Regions from separate parts of the Danio rerio genome. Here region 1 is linked to region 2. The links are chromatin contacts, called in public HiCAR-type maps. All regions are on one chromosome and are shown on one strand. The core of a region is the stretch at or near the end of the contact, and the rest is flanking DNA. Distances in the headings are between cores, read along the strand shown. Region 1 holds the start of lrrc18a (leucine rich repeat containing 18a). Region 2 holds the start of drgx (dorsal root ganglia homeobox).

Evidence for each region. HiCAR-type assays count read pairs that join an accessible place to other places.
Region 1: a HiCAR-type map of caudal fin shows a contact between it and region 2, with 3 times the contacts expected there. The contact joins the promoter of lrrc18a here to the promoter of drgx in region 2. A contact is called at or near these places in 3 of 18 Hi-C or Micro-C datasets (caudal fin, embryo and fibroblasts) and 1 of 4 datasets of contacts at active chromatin or transcription factors (caudal fin).

The regions. Positions count from the first base shown.
Region 1 is chr13:34,398,954-34,405,550 of GRCz12tu, forward strand. It overlaps lrrc18a (leucine rich repeat containing 18a), which reads left to right and starts at 3,950. Exons shown (of 2, transcript XM_005156961.6): 1 at 3,950-4,037; 2 at 6,445-6,597. The coding sequence starts at 6,449. It overlaps wdfy4 (WDFY family member 4), which reads right to left. Exons shown (of 63, transcript XR_012388779.1): 49 at 3,187-3,229; 50 at 2,525-2,644; 51 at 2,318-2,435; 52 at 359-468.
Region 2 is chr13:34,309,683-34,316,299 of GRCz12tu, forward strand. drgx (dorsal root ganglia homeobox) reads left to right here and starts at 2,741. Exons shown (of 6, transcript NM_001037105.1): 1 at 2,741-2,798; 2 at 3,310-3,410; 3 at 4,215-4,316; 4 at 5,823-5,992; 5 at 6,073-6,185. The coding sequence starts at 2,741. It overlaps ercc6 (excision repair cross-complementation group 6), which reads left to right. Exons shown (of 20, transcript XM_683880.10): 20 at 1-64.

The DNA.
Region 1 (6,597 bases), core at 2,700-5,199, 90 kb after region 2:
TTTTTATTTTAATCAATTGGTTCCATGTGTACAAATGAGATATTCTTTAAAAACAAAATGTGGTTTTGCGCGCAAGTGACGTAACAGAATTTATTTGCATACATATTAAAATCGTACCCTAATTCGGTTTGGGAAAGGAAAACATGAAAAGCGTGCACAGCCCCAAATAAGGCCAAAAACAATGAAGCTCATTTCATCAAGCAATTTAGAAAAATCGGATTTTAGGGGAGAAGCCGACATGTTTTGGGCTTGATTTGATAAAGAACAGGCCAACAGAGATGTTATTATTTCAGTTTCTATAATTCTACTCGCCCTGTAAAAGCAGATGAGTAATGTAGGAGAGATTCGAAAAGTTTACCTGCAGCTGGAGGAAGGTCTGGGAAAAAGGCTCCATCCTCACTAGGTATGAGGCCACTATGATGGCTGAGGAATAGTGTGTGCAGTAATGACACTGAGCTGACAAATCACCTGCGAACATGACACTTAATATATAAGAACATACATATATATATTTATTGTCCTCACCTATAAAGCTCTAAATAATCTAGCTCCTGTTTATCTAACCAACCTTCTGTCTCGCTACAATCCAACTCGCTCTTTAAGATCTCAAAACTCAGGGCTTCTAGTAGTACCTAGAATAGCAAAGTCGAGTAAAGGAGGTCGAGCCTTCTTCTTTATGGCTCCTACACTCTGGAATAGCCTTCCTGATAACATCCGAGGCTCAGACACACTCTCTCAGTTTAAAACTAGATTAAAGACCTATCTGTTTAGTAAAGCATACACTTAGCAGGTTTCCACACAAGTTTCTGCATCTTGTTTATATACACTATGAACAGCAGCTACGCTAATTATTCTCTTTTTTTCTCCATTTCCACCTGGGGATACTCATCCCGAGGCCCTCAGATTATGCGGAGTCACTGATTGGATCCAAGACCAGCGACTAGATGATCCCAGGTCTCCATATCCGAGACCAGGCCATATCTTGAGCTGCTGCTGCACTGGTGGTCATGGGGGAGTGGAGAGCATGAGTCTGATTTCAGTGACGCTCCAGGGACAGACGAATCTTCGCTGAGGCCAGCTTCCAGCCTCCACCGCTGAGACTGCACCTCTGCACAAGACTTTTGGCCAGCGGAGAAATTAAAATGGTCATGCCGAACTGAGTCTGGTTTCTCGCAAGGTTTTTTTCTTCACTCTCCTATCGGTGAAGTTTTTTTGCCCTCTCCGCTGTCGCCACTGGCTTGCATGGTTCAGGATCGGTAGAGCTACACATCAATGAATTTGCTCCTCAGTGTTTGGACTCTCAGTAATGATTTCAAACCACACTGAACTGAGCTAAACTGAACTGAACTTAAACACTAAAAACTGAACTACCCTGATCCAGCTACTATGACCATTTATGTGAAGCTGCTTTGACACAATCTACATTGTAAAAGCGCTATACAAATAAAGCTGAATTGAATTGAATAGAATATGAAAGTGTTATTAAATCACGCAGTGCACATAGAAAAACTCATAAAACTTTCACTAAATAAAATATATTATTAATATATCATTTTTATAATTTTTTTTATAACTTAGTGCAGTTCCCTAAATGCTTTAATCCATATAATTTGTCTGATTCAGCTTTTGTTTTTTTAAAAGCTGCTGTTGCAAGCCCTAAAAGTAATATTTAGGCACACGATAATGGCTGTTTATTAATCGTTTCATTAATGCAATTTACTAATTGTAATTATCATTATTATTATTTTTATTATAGTTGTTATTATTATTATTTTTATTATTATTATTATTATTACTAGTAGTAGTAGTAGTAGTAGTAGTAGTAGTAGTAGAAGTAGTAGTAGTAGTACAGTAGTAGTAGTAGTAGTAGTAGTAGTAGTAGTAGTAGTGGTGGAGGTAGCTGAAATAGTAATATCATAGGATGAAATTAAACAAATCAATAAAGAAATTTCCCCATAATACTTCTAAACTGCAAAGTCTTAATATTATTATTATTATTATTATTATTTATTTTATTTTTTATTTTTTTACAAAGTTTGCTTTGAAATGTTGGTGAGATGTTGGTTGAGATGAGGGTGAAATGAAGGTTAGAAACCACAACAAAACTTTTAATTTCAGACTGGTTAACTAAATCAGAATGGTTCCTTCAGAGTTTAGAAAGAAAAGAAAAGAAAACATAAAAAAACACACAAAACACACAATAATTGTATATAAAAACAGAAAAGTAGGGCGGTTCATTCTACGACCCCTGATTATTCAGGGACTAAGCCAGGAAAGTGAGTGAGAACAGAAAAGTACATAAATAGTTATGGTTTACCATCATTATTTTCCACTTCAAGGTATCTCTGAATAAACTTCTCTTTTCTCTTCTCAGTTTGAGCTCCCATTGGTTTAGACAAATCTCTGAATGTAGCAGGACTGGACAGATCCAGAGTCTAACAAGATCAACAAACAAAACAATTTCCAGCATCACAAAAAAAAAAAAAATTCAAGCATCTCAAGTTTGCATGCATGTTCATTTTACCTCTGATTCATAATCAGCGATGACCCAGGGAAAGATAGGATACTGCATCAAGTCATTGTAGGTCCGTCCAGCAAGTGTGTTTAGATGCATGAGGTATTCAAAGTTGCTGATTTCACCCCTCTAAGGAAAATAAATAAATGAACACGGTCAAAAACAGTAGAAATTAAAACAAGATATGTTCAGGTTAATGTAAATCACAGAGGAAAAAAAATATAGGATTCATTTTTACTGTAAAAGCAGCATTTATATACTGTAACAAATAACAGTTAACAGTGGGTAGCACGATCGCCTCACAGCAAGAAGGTCGCTTGTTCAAGCCACGGCTGGGTCAGTTGGCATTTCTGTGTGGAGTTTGCATGTTCTGCCCGTGTTCATGTTGGTTTCCTCCGGGTGCTCCGGTTTCCCCCACAAGTCCAAAGACATGCGGTAGAGGTGAATTGGGTAGGCTACATTGTCTGTAGTGTACAGTATGTGTGTGAATAGGAGTGTGTGGGTGTTTCCCAGCGATGGGCTGCAGCTGGAAGGGCATCCGCTGCGAGGACATATGCTGCATAAGTTGGCGGTACATTCCGCTGTGGCGACCGCAGATTAATAAAGAGACTAAGCCGAAAAGTAAATAAATTAATGAATGAATGATCAAAGTAACTGACGGTTCACATTACCTGCCATTTAATTAAGACGGTCTTCTCAACTGCTGATGTTTTTCTGTAAAAACAGAGCAAGACAAATTTTATGGATTTTTTTTATTGTTAAGCAAAGAAATGTGCTACTGTCTCTAAATAAATTTTAATCAATAACAAATGTGCTGTTAGGCCTACTGCACATTTGGTTGTTTACTTCTTTAAAGATCCTAAATTTACTAGTCATCCAACCCAAGTCTGCTATAGTTGCATAGCAACAGGTTGGGGAACAGAGAAAGCTCATGGTCTTTCAGCAGACAGAAGAGCCAAATAGAAACATACACATTCTTGTGGAAACAAGGGTAAAATTTTCTTCCATCGTCCAACCCAAGCCCTTAAAGGAGTAAATACTGCCATCTATAGGTTTTTGAAAATAACTATTAGCACAAAGTACTACCATAGAAGATTGTTTTGTCCTTCACACACATAAGCAGATCACAAAAAGAGACCCCAAACATGCAAAATCACAAGTGATTTGACATGCATGCAAGTTGATCATGCATTTCTCACTACTCCCACATGTAAAGAAAGAAAGACAGAAAAGAAAATATGAAGTTTGCTCGTGGCTAATAGGTGAAACTATTAATGTCCTGGGCCTCAAATAACATTCTGGAAATGTAATCTGAGTGAGTGTGAAAACACAAATGCTGCAACACTTCTTACTCCCCTTTCTTTTGTGCAGCTCTGGTCACAGGACAATAAAACTCCTGGAGCCCTGTGCTAGCGTTGCTTGGTAACTAAAGTTAAACAGGACAAAGCTTCTTTTTGGTCTACAGTTTGAAGATCCTCCCCTGACTCTCAAGCAATTCTGTTGTGGACCGTATATAAAAACCGTGAGTAAAATAAACGTATTTAAGTCTTCCTTTACAGCGGAGAGAGCATGAAATTAATCCTGAGTAACAATAGTGGGTTGGGGCAAAATTATGTTTTTTTCCACACACTTTTTTGTGTAATCCTATTAACGTTAATCGTTTTAGCTTTTCTGAGACTGCCATAAAGTGTTAAACCACAGAAAAAATATCAAAGGTCACACAAATGTTAAAAGATAATAAAAGTGTTTCATTGCATCTATATGGAGTCAATCTACACACTCAGAAATAAAGGTAAGCGAGCTGTCACTGGGGTGGTACCTTTTCAAAAAGATTAAATTTGTACCCTAAAGGTCTATATTATTATCTCAAGGGTACATATTAGTACCAAAAAAGTACAAAAGTGTTTGTCTTAAAATGTGTAGGTACTAATATATAAGTTTGAGGTACAAATATGGACTCTTTTAGTACAAATGTGTACCTTTTGAAAAGAAATAAAGGTACGTAATCTGTCACTGGGGTGCATGATCGCGTACCTTTATTTCTGATAGTGTAAGGTCATATGTATACTTCTGTATACTGTATACTATACTAATCGCAAAGCAAAAAAAAACTTATTTTTTGAAAAATAAAAATTAATTTTGATAACAAAATAAACAACTGCAAAGGGAAAATTAAGTTTTAGGAAATTAAAAAAAAAACTAAAATATTTGCAAAAAAAAAAAAATATATATATATATATATATAATAGATAATATACATATACAAATATTCACAAAACGTATTTGTAGCATTGCCTTTAAAAAAAAACCATCCAGTCAATTGCAATGCTCATTTTGATTTGCTTTGCTGTCATCCATGATTTGGCAATGCTATTCACACTTTGCACTTCCCATGTCTGTGCGTTTCTTTTTTCGACGAGGGGGCGGAGTCAAGGGAACTTGGACGTTTACGACAAACAGCATCGCGAACTCACAGTTGAATATATTTTATTTTTTTATTTATTTATTTAATTATATATATATATATATATATATATATATATATATATATATATATATATATATATATATATATATATATATATATATATAATTTCATTATTATTTCTCAAAACTTAATTTTCCCTTTGCAGTTCTTTATTTTTATTAGCAAAATAATTTTTTATTTCTCAAAAATAAATTTTTGCTTTGCGATTTTTGAAGATTTGCATTTATTTGTTTATTTATTTTTGCTCAATACTTTATTTTTTGTTTGCAAATCTTTCTTTTATTTTGCAAGTATATATATATATATATATATATATATATATATATATATATATATATATATATATATATATATATATATATATATGACCCTTGATTGACTCCTTACATCTACGAAATAATAGTAAAGTGACTAAAGGTACAAGTAGTGGCACAACTATCAAAGACAATAAATGTTAATCCATCATATTGTTACACACACATACAAAAAAGGCATCTAACTAGTTATTCGCATTTTAAAAGCAACAAAAAAGTTTGATTGTATTCAATATTATGTTTACATATCACATATAACATTTTTAAAATCACTTTTACTAAATTATATTCTGGTTTACACTAGCCTGACTAAACAATTCCTCCAAAAAAATCCATATTCCTCAGTTAGAAAGTAAATTCCATTTACAAACGACTCCTGCTTCGAAATCATGTAGTTGTGACATCTATTATATTCCATATGTCACGAAAAATAGCAAACACCGTTCAATTTTCTCTGCGTTTGGAGGGGTTCAGAATCAGCGAATCACAAACAACATGAAAATGGATCGCGCCGATGGTCAGCTCTCTGTAATTGCACTTCTCGGATGCAACGGATTCAAAAACAAAAGGTCTAATAGAAACAGTACGAACCGTATTAGCCCATCTACCAATGTGATTAATGAGTCGCCAAAGGGCTTACAATGCAGCCACTCCTCCTTTTTAATGGGAAGATATGAAGGGAGCAAGTTTAAATCTCTTTCTAGTGTCATTTATCAAAGCACTGATTTGACTCTCTCCACGCAGTCACACGGATAGCTAGCGCCGCCCTGGATCAATCAGACAGAAAACACAAACAGCTTTTCCCTAGATATGTGTTGGCCGCTGTTATCTGGCTTAGCCTTAATTAGAGAACGAAATTATCCTAAAATATACCTTTAGGGTGAGCTGGGTGAGTGAGTGAGTGAGTTGGGTGTAAATATTAATGGCCAACACCTCCGCGGCCCCTAATCTCGCCTGTGGGCATACATGATTTCCTCTTTCCCAGTGCAAACAGCTAAACTGTCCCATCATTAAGTCGTACATGTTTAAAGCTACAAGGTCCTGAGATAATAATTACATGACTCCAGTTAAGACTTAATCAAATAGATGCTTCAGAAGCGTTTAACCATTAATCTGTGTCTGTGCAGCTCCATGGCTAAAGGGAAGAGAGCGGCAGGAGCCAAAGGTACAAAGATCACATTGAAAATGGCTAAAAATGCCCTCAGAGCAACACCAGAAGGAAAACTACGACTTGATCTGAGCAATGTAGGCATCGCCACATTTCCCAAATGCCTCCTAAA
Region 2 (6,617 bases), core at 1,491-3,990:
GTACATTTGAACAATTAAATGTATTCATTAAAAGTTACACAATAAACATCATCCTTTACAACAACTCCTTAGTATGTTTCATTAATATGATCTAGGAAATTGAATACATCACTGGATGATGAGCAGGAAGATGAACTACCTTAAAAAAAAAAACATGATTTTTGTGTTGCACATTAATCACAGTGCCTTGGGCTCTCAGGGACCAGGGTTCATTGTAAGTTACTGCGTCAAATTGCTGTGTGTCCTATATTGTTTGTTTGTCAGTGTGAGTTAGAACATAAGCAATAAAAACATTTTCACAAATATATCACATTTTTAGTTATTGCTTTTGTCTGCTTTTCTTGTCAAACTACAGTAAATGAATATTTTAAGGAACTATATTTAAAATGCATTTCAATAACTATATATATATATATATATATATATATATATATATATTATTATTATAAATAAAGATTATTTATAAATTTTCTATGTGCACAAAAATATGTAAGTAAAAAAAGTAATTTAGATTACTGAAATATTCTTTACTAACCAAAAAAATTTTTCTTTTACAAGTTTTGTGAAAATAATATTTGAAAGCTTTATATGTACAGGGTGCCTGTTGGAACTAAAAAAAAAAGTCTTAAAATGTCTTAATGTCTAAATTTTATGCTTTAAAAAGTCTTACATTCACAGACTTTTCACTGAATTGTCTTGTATATCTTAAATCATTTTAAACATTAATTTTCCTTTGTTTATGTAATCAATACAACACACATTCAAACATCGACAATATATCTCAAAAACACTTTCATAAAACTCTATTAATAATTAATATTATGCCAGTTTGTTGTGCACACATTTAGTTTATTGAAGTTTTTTTTAAGAGTTTTTTTATTAGTATGTATAAAACTAGGGTCTGATTGTTTTGAAATTCATTTATTCATTTTCTTGTCGGCTTAGTCCCTTTATTAATCCGGGGTCACCACAGCGGAATGAACCGCCAACTTATTCAGCAAGTTTTTACGCAGTGGATGCCCTTCCAGAATTAAATGTTATTGAAATTTTATTTAAAATATGTGGCTTAGAAATAACTAGAATTTGTTTTTGTTTGTTTTTTTAAACAGAGAAAGTGAATAAAAAAATTATGCTAGGCCATTTAAAACAATCCAGAACGTTTAGCCCTTTAAGTCTTAAATTTCAATCTTGATGGTCTTAAAAAAGGGACTTAAAAAGACGATGAAACTTGTAGAAACCCTGTGCAAGCACTCGATTTCCAACCTCACTTTAAACGTTTTGTTTGTTTGTTGTAAATAAAAAGGATCAAAAAATAAATATATTTTTAATTATTCATTTGTAGCGTATTAATACAAAAGATTTTTTTTTACGTTGGACGTATTCGTGCACGAGCATTTTCCGGTCGCTGGCCGTGGTACTGAAAGTTTCTGAGAAAAACAGCAATTATTCCGTCGCACGTGCGCTTTTAGGACTCGAGCGCTTTATGACATTCATTTGAGCAAGCACATATACTACTGCAACACTCCCTCTCGTCTCTCCCCGCAGAAATCAGCCAATCTAAAGCTTGGATCTGTCTAAATATATCTCCGTTCAGAACAATAATACAAATGTCAGGAAGTTACACAGAGCTCGTCCCCCAGTTTCCGATGCATTTTGACGAGATCATAATACCAACTTTATTTTCAGCGGTGCATAAATTAATTACACGCATTTAATAACTAAAATATCATTATATTCCCCTCTTAATATCATAAACGTTCTACGCCAGGGAAGCACTTAATAGTGCAGGGGGCCATAACAGGCTATTATCCTTGTGTAATGCTATTAGAGAACCAATTATGCACCATTACACTTGCTTTTTTGCAGTTTATGTGATTTCATCCAATACCGTCCCGCACTTCAAAATTTCAGCTGCTACTCGGAGCCTCATTTCCAGCAGCAGAGGAGCGGCGGTGTCTGCGCGCGGCGTCCCGCGTGCGTTTTAAAAGTAATTGAAAGGGTCCCGCTGCATATCATTTACGCGAGAGTGGGAAATAAATCCTCGGACCCCTTGCTGTGAACAAAATCAAAATTTGGACCTGCGAGCGCGCAGCCAGTGGATTCTCGTATAAAGTGGACCCCTAACCCATATAATGAGCAATTACTGGTCTGACAGCCAATTTTAAATTCAAAAACAGTCATCTAGATTTTTAATATAAAAAGCAACTGTGTAAAAGTGCATCGCGCTTGTGCCCGCGTGTTTGTGTTTTGGGAATAGCATGCATGCATCGAGATAAAGTTACACTTTTGGAGTAGCTCGAACGCCTCGGAGGGTTTTGACGTTTACCACCACGTGCGCGATCCGGAGAACCTATCCAAACGACTTGAAAACCCAAATCTGATTAATTGCAATTACGTGGGAGATTATAAAGGCGAGTGTTGTCATGCTGTAAACAGTCACAAAGACATCTGGTCACTCCCTCCTTGCGCGCGCGAGAGCGGATAAACCGGAGCGCTCAGTGATTGACGGTGGGAGTGAAACTGCTCAGCTGAGGTTGAGCAGGAGACGCGAGGAAACCCTACTGCACACGGACCGTCCACTGGTACGGATGCGGGTTTTTTTACTTTATGTGCTAGCAGAAATGTATTAGCATAGTTTTAAGTTGTTTGTAAGACGCAAGTGAGAGTTGGAGAGCTTTACAGCTGACGTTTGGCTGTTTTTCTTTGCAGAGTGAATTATTCTCTCCACTCGCAAAGCACCATGTTTTACTTTCACTGTCCTCCACAGTTAGAAGGAGAGTGCTGCAGGACCAACACATGTAAGTAAGAATCAAAATGTTAACATTTTTTTCTATATAGGCTAGGCCTATTTTAAATCTGATAAAAATGAAGCGCTTTCGGTTATTGCGTATGTCTTTTTTCGCCTGCTGTGATGTTGATTCTATGTTGATGATGTGCATTATTAAAGTTAGGCTACTTAATAATTAGCCTGTGCTTATGTTTTGTTTTGTGGACTTTAATGTTTTGCCACATGGTTATGTGATCGCGCGCTTGACAGCCGCCCAGCTGAGACTTTTTGTTGCAGTCTGTCTGAGAACAGATGTTAGATGTCATGCCTTTCAGCTGGCATTTTGTTGGTCACGGTTTCCCATTGTGTAAAGTGACTCTGTGGTTTCCACAATGAATCAACTGCTCTCTGTGAATTAGTCCAGTATTATTAAGCGAGAGGCAACGAACGGAAATAATGGAAAACGCATATTACGCATAACGCATATTATTGTCCTGTTGAAATGTTCTATTTTAAAAGTGTTGCGTTCCTGTTTAAAACAGTGAACACAAATGGGTTCGGGAATCACGCCTCTGGAGACTTTGATGACGGTTTTCTGCGCAGAAAACAACGAAGAAACAGGACGACTTTCACCTTACAACAGGTACCAAAACAGCGAGGAGCAAAAATGACAGATTGATACAAAATCAAACTGTTATAGCTTGCATTATAATGACTGTTTTATAAACGACCGTTTTGACATTGCTTCGCATTTTTAAATGTACGTAAACAGACACCTTTAGGAAGTAAAGTTTTATTTTTTTGTAAAGCAAAAGGGAAAACCATTTTGTTAAACTCATTTACATTTTAACATTCATGTAACATTTCCAAAGTGTTTCTATGTAGCAAAAAAGTTTCTTGTATTTAAAAAACTATATAGGCTCTTTTCTTCATATTAACCCTTAAGTTGGTTATCATTGTTTTAATTGCATATTACTATTTATAAAAGTATTCAATAAAAGATGTAGGCCATAAAAAATATTCTTAAGAAATGCACCTTAAAGGGTTATGGTAAATTGTTCTAAACTGTTCCCTTTGAGGAATCTTTTATTGCATCACTGCGAAAATTCCTTTATCTTTTAGCTACACCTTTATTTATTAAAGCTTTAATTGACACAGATGGAAACGTAAGATAGCCTATAAAGAAAAGGCCGAAGTGCATGCAGGCCTAGACACTGTCAAATGTTTTCATTTCTTTATGTAGCCTATCTATATAGAATTCCTATAATTATTTTAAATAATTGCGGTCAAGCAGTATGATGAATTTCTACCACTTTGTCATCATCTTACTTGTACTAAAATGTAAGTCAGTTTTGGTAAGTTTTAACTTACCATTCATACTCGGGGAACGAACAATTGTTTCTGAATTTTAAATTGACGCAACGAACACAATTCAATCTTTCCACAGTTGGAGGCTTTGGAGGCGGTTTTTGCACAGACGCACTATCCAGACGTGTTCACGAGGGAAGAGTTGGCTATGAAAATCAACCTGACAGAGGCTCGCGTCCAGGTGAGAGTCTTCCCACAACAGTCCAGATGCACAGAGACATCACGTATAAAGGCGCTCACTGCACGTTTGGCCAAAGAAAATAAATGAAGCCACTCTGTCATTTCCGTGATGCGCTTTAATAACATCAACATAATGTGGAATATTAGATTAGGTTGATTAATCGGTCATTCATAATTAACTAGTGGTAATGTTCTCCACTAATTTGCCCTCGTCTCTAAGGTATAAAAATTGCTTAGATGCACTGCCATTTCCGCGTTTCAGCAAATGGAGCAAGGATGCGAGACAAACGTCCCGAGAAGGCTGCACCTGAAACCTCCGATTTCATATTCTGCGGCCTTGCAAATAACATCAAGTCGGCCACGTGTAATTGCATTCAATGTGTCTGGATGCAATTTCCTGCATTCCAGATTTGCTTTTGGGTTGCCTTCTGAGCTCAGATCTAATTGTCGGAAATATAATAGTTTCCCTTTTGTTCCCCAGGGTCATCTTACTATCGCTTAAAACCAATGACTGCGACGCGATAATGGAATTCGCGGCTGTAAATTAGGGATTGTAAACAAATTATTTCTCTCTAATCGGATTACCCGATTCCTATTATTAAATCTGAACATGAATCGGTCGCAGCATGCAGGGATATTAAACTTACGTTATTATTAGGAAATAAATTTTCTTTTTTTGTTGTTGTAGTATAGTGGGCGCCTCGCCGTTTTTAAAGTGTCAATTGGCTTGTGCTGCATTAAGAACAAACTGCAAATTGAGATTAATGGTGCAATTACGGAGCATTCAGTGCTGGGGGATCATGACTTCTAGCTGGAAGGTGCAAGGGTGAGATAATGTTGCCACAATTACATTGTGAATATTGTTGTCCTGCCAGTAAACTGTTGTGTCATATTATGTGGAGGAGAGAGCAGCAGCTATAGGCGTGTATGTGTGTGGCGTTTTGTTTGCTCGCATCATTGTACCTTTACACAATGCTGGCCAGGCGGTGGAGATATGGCCGCATTATGCAACCTTTCCCATTCAAATATGATTAATGTGTTAGAGAGCACAGACTTAATCGAATCTGATGTTGTCAAACAATCACTAAATAGAGAAATAAACGACTTCATCATGGTTCTCTCTCAGAAGCAGGGAGACTGTCAGTAGGAAGTCATTAAAAAATGATAATGAAAAATTGCTCAATTAAATGTTGTTATAGGCAATGACCTTCATTCAATTAACATACAAGAACTTCGCTGCATATGCTCAGCAGTTGTGTTCGTCAAGTTTGAAATAAGTCACTGGCTTTTAGACTACATGGGCAGCACATTTAAAAAAATAAGAAGAACCTGAAATTAAACAACTTTAGGTTATTGTATGTTTTCTTTTTCTTCATTGGAAAATAAAAAAAATAATCCATAATGTTTTTTTTTCACAGAAGAAATATATTTAAATCAACATTTAAGTTTTAATGAAATTCATAGAACAAATCTTTGTTATTCATTAGTTTTTGTCCTTTGTCTTTAGGTTTGGTTTCAAAACCGAAGAGCAAAGTGGAGGAAAACAGAAAGAGGAACTTCGGAGCAGGACGGAGGCAAAGAACAAATGAATGAAGGCAATCCTCCTGCACGAAACCTCAACCAGTCTCCTGTTGACCACAGCAGAAGCAAGAAAGAACCAATGGAGCTCCAGCAGAAGTGTGTACATCTACTAATCATGCAATTCCTGTTTGTCATTCTAAAGAGGTCTAATGCCAGGTTCTTTCCATCATGTACAGCATTAACAGAGTGGTGGGTTCGGGAGGACCTTTTTTCCCATCCTGTCTGCCTGGGACTCTGCTGAACACAGCCACTTACGCGCAAGCTTTATCACAAGTGGCAACTTTAAAAGGTAAGACCCGCCATACTGAATGCCATCATAAAAACATTTATGGATGTTTCAGATATATTTGATATTTTGCATTTTATGTTTTGTTACATACGACTAAAATGCAACACTGGATTAATATTTAAAATATTTTAAGATAGATAGACAGACAGACAGACAGACAGACAGACAGACAGACAGACAGACAGACAGACAGACAGACAGACAGACAGACAGACAGACAGACAGACAGACAGACGGACAGACAGACAGACAGATAGACATTACATTACCTTATTTATTAACATTACACTTGTTCATATATTATTAAATTTGATCTTTTTGTAAATGTTAATGATTGATAGATTTTTAGACAGTGAACTAATAACTAAAAGATGACAATGGACAATATCACATACCTTTTAATGAATCAAAACTGACAAAAGTACATAAAAG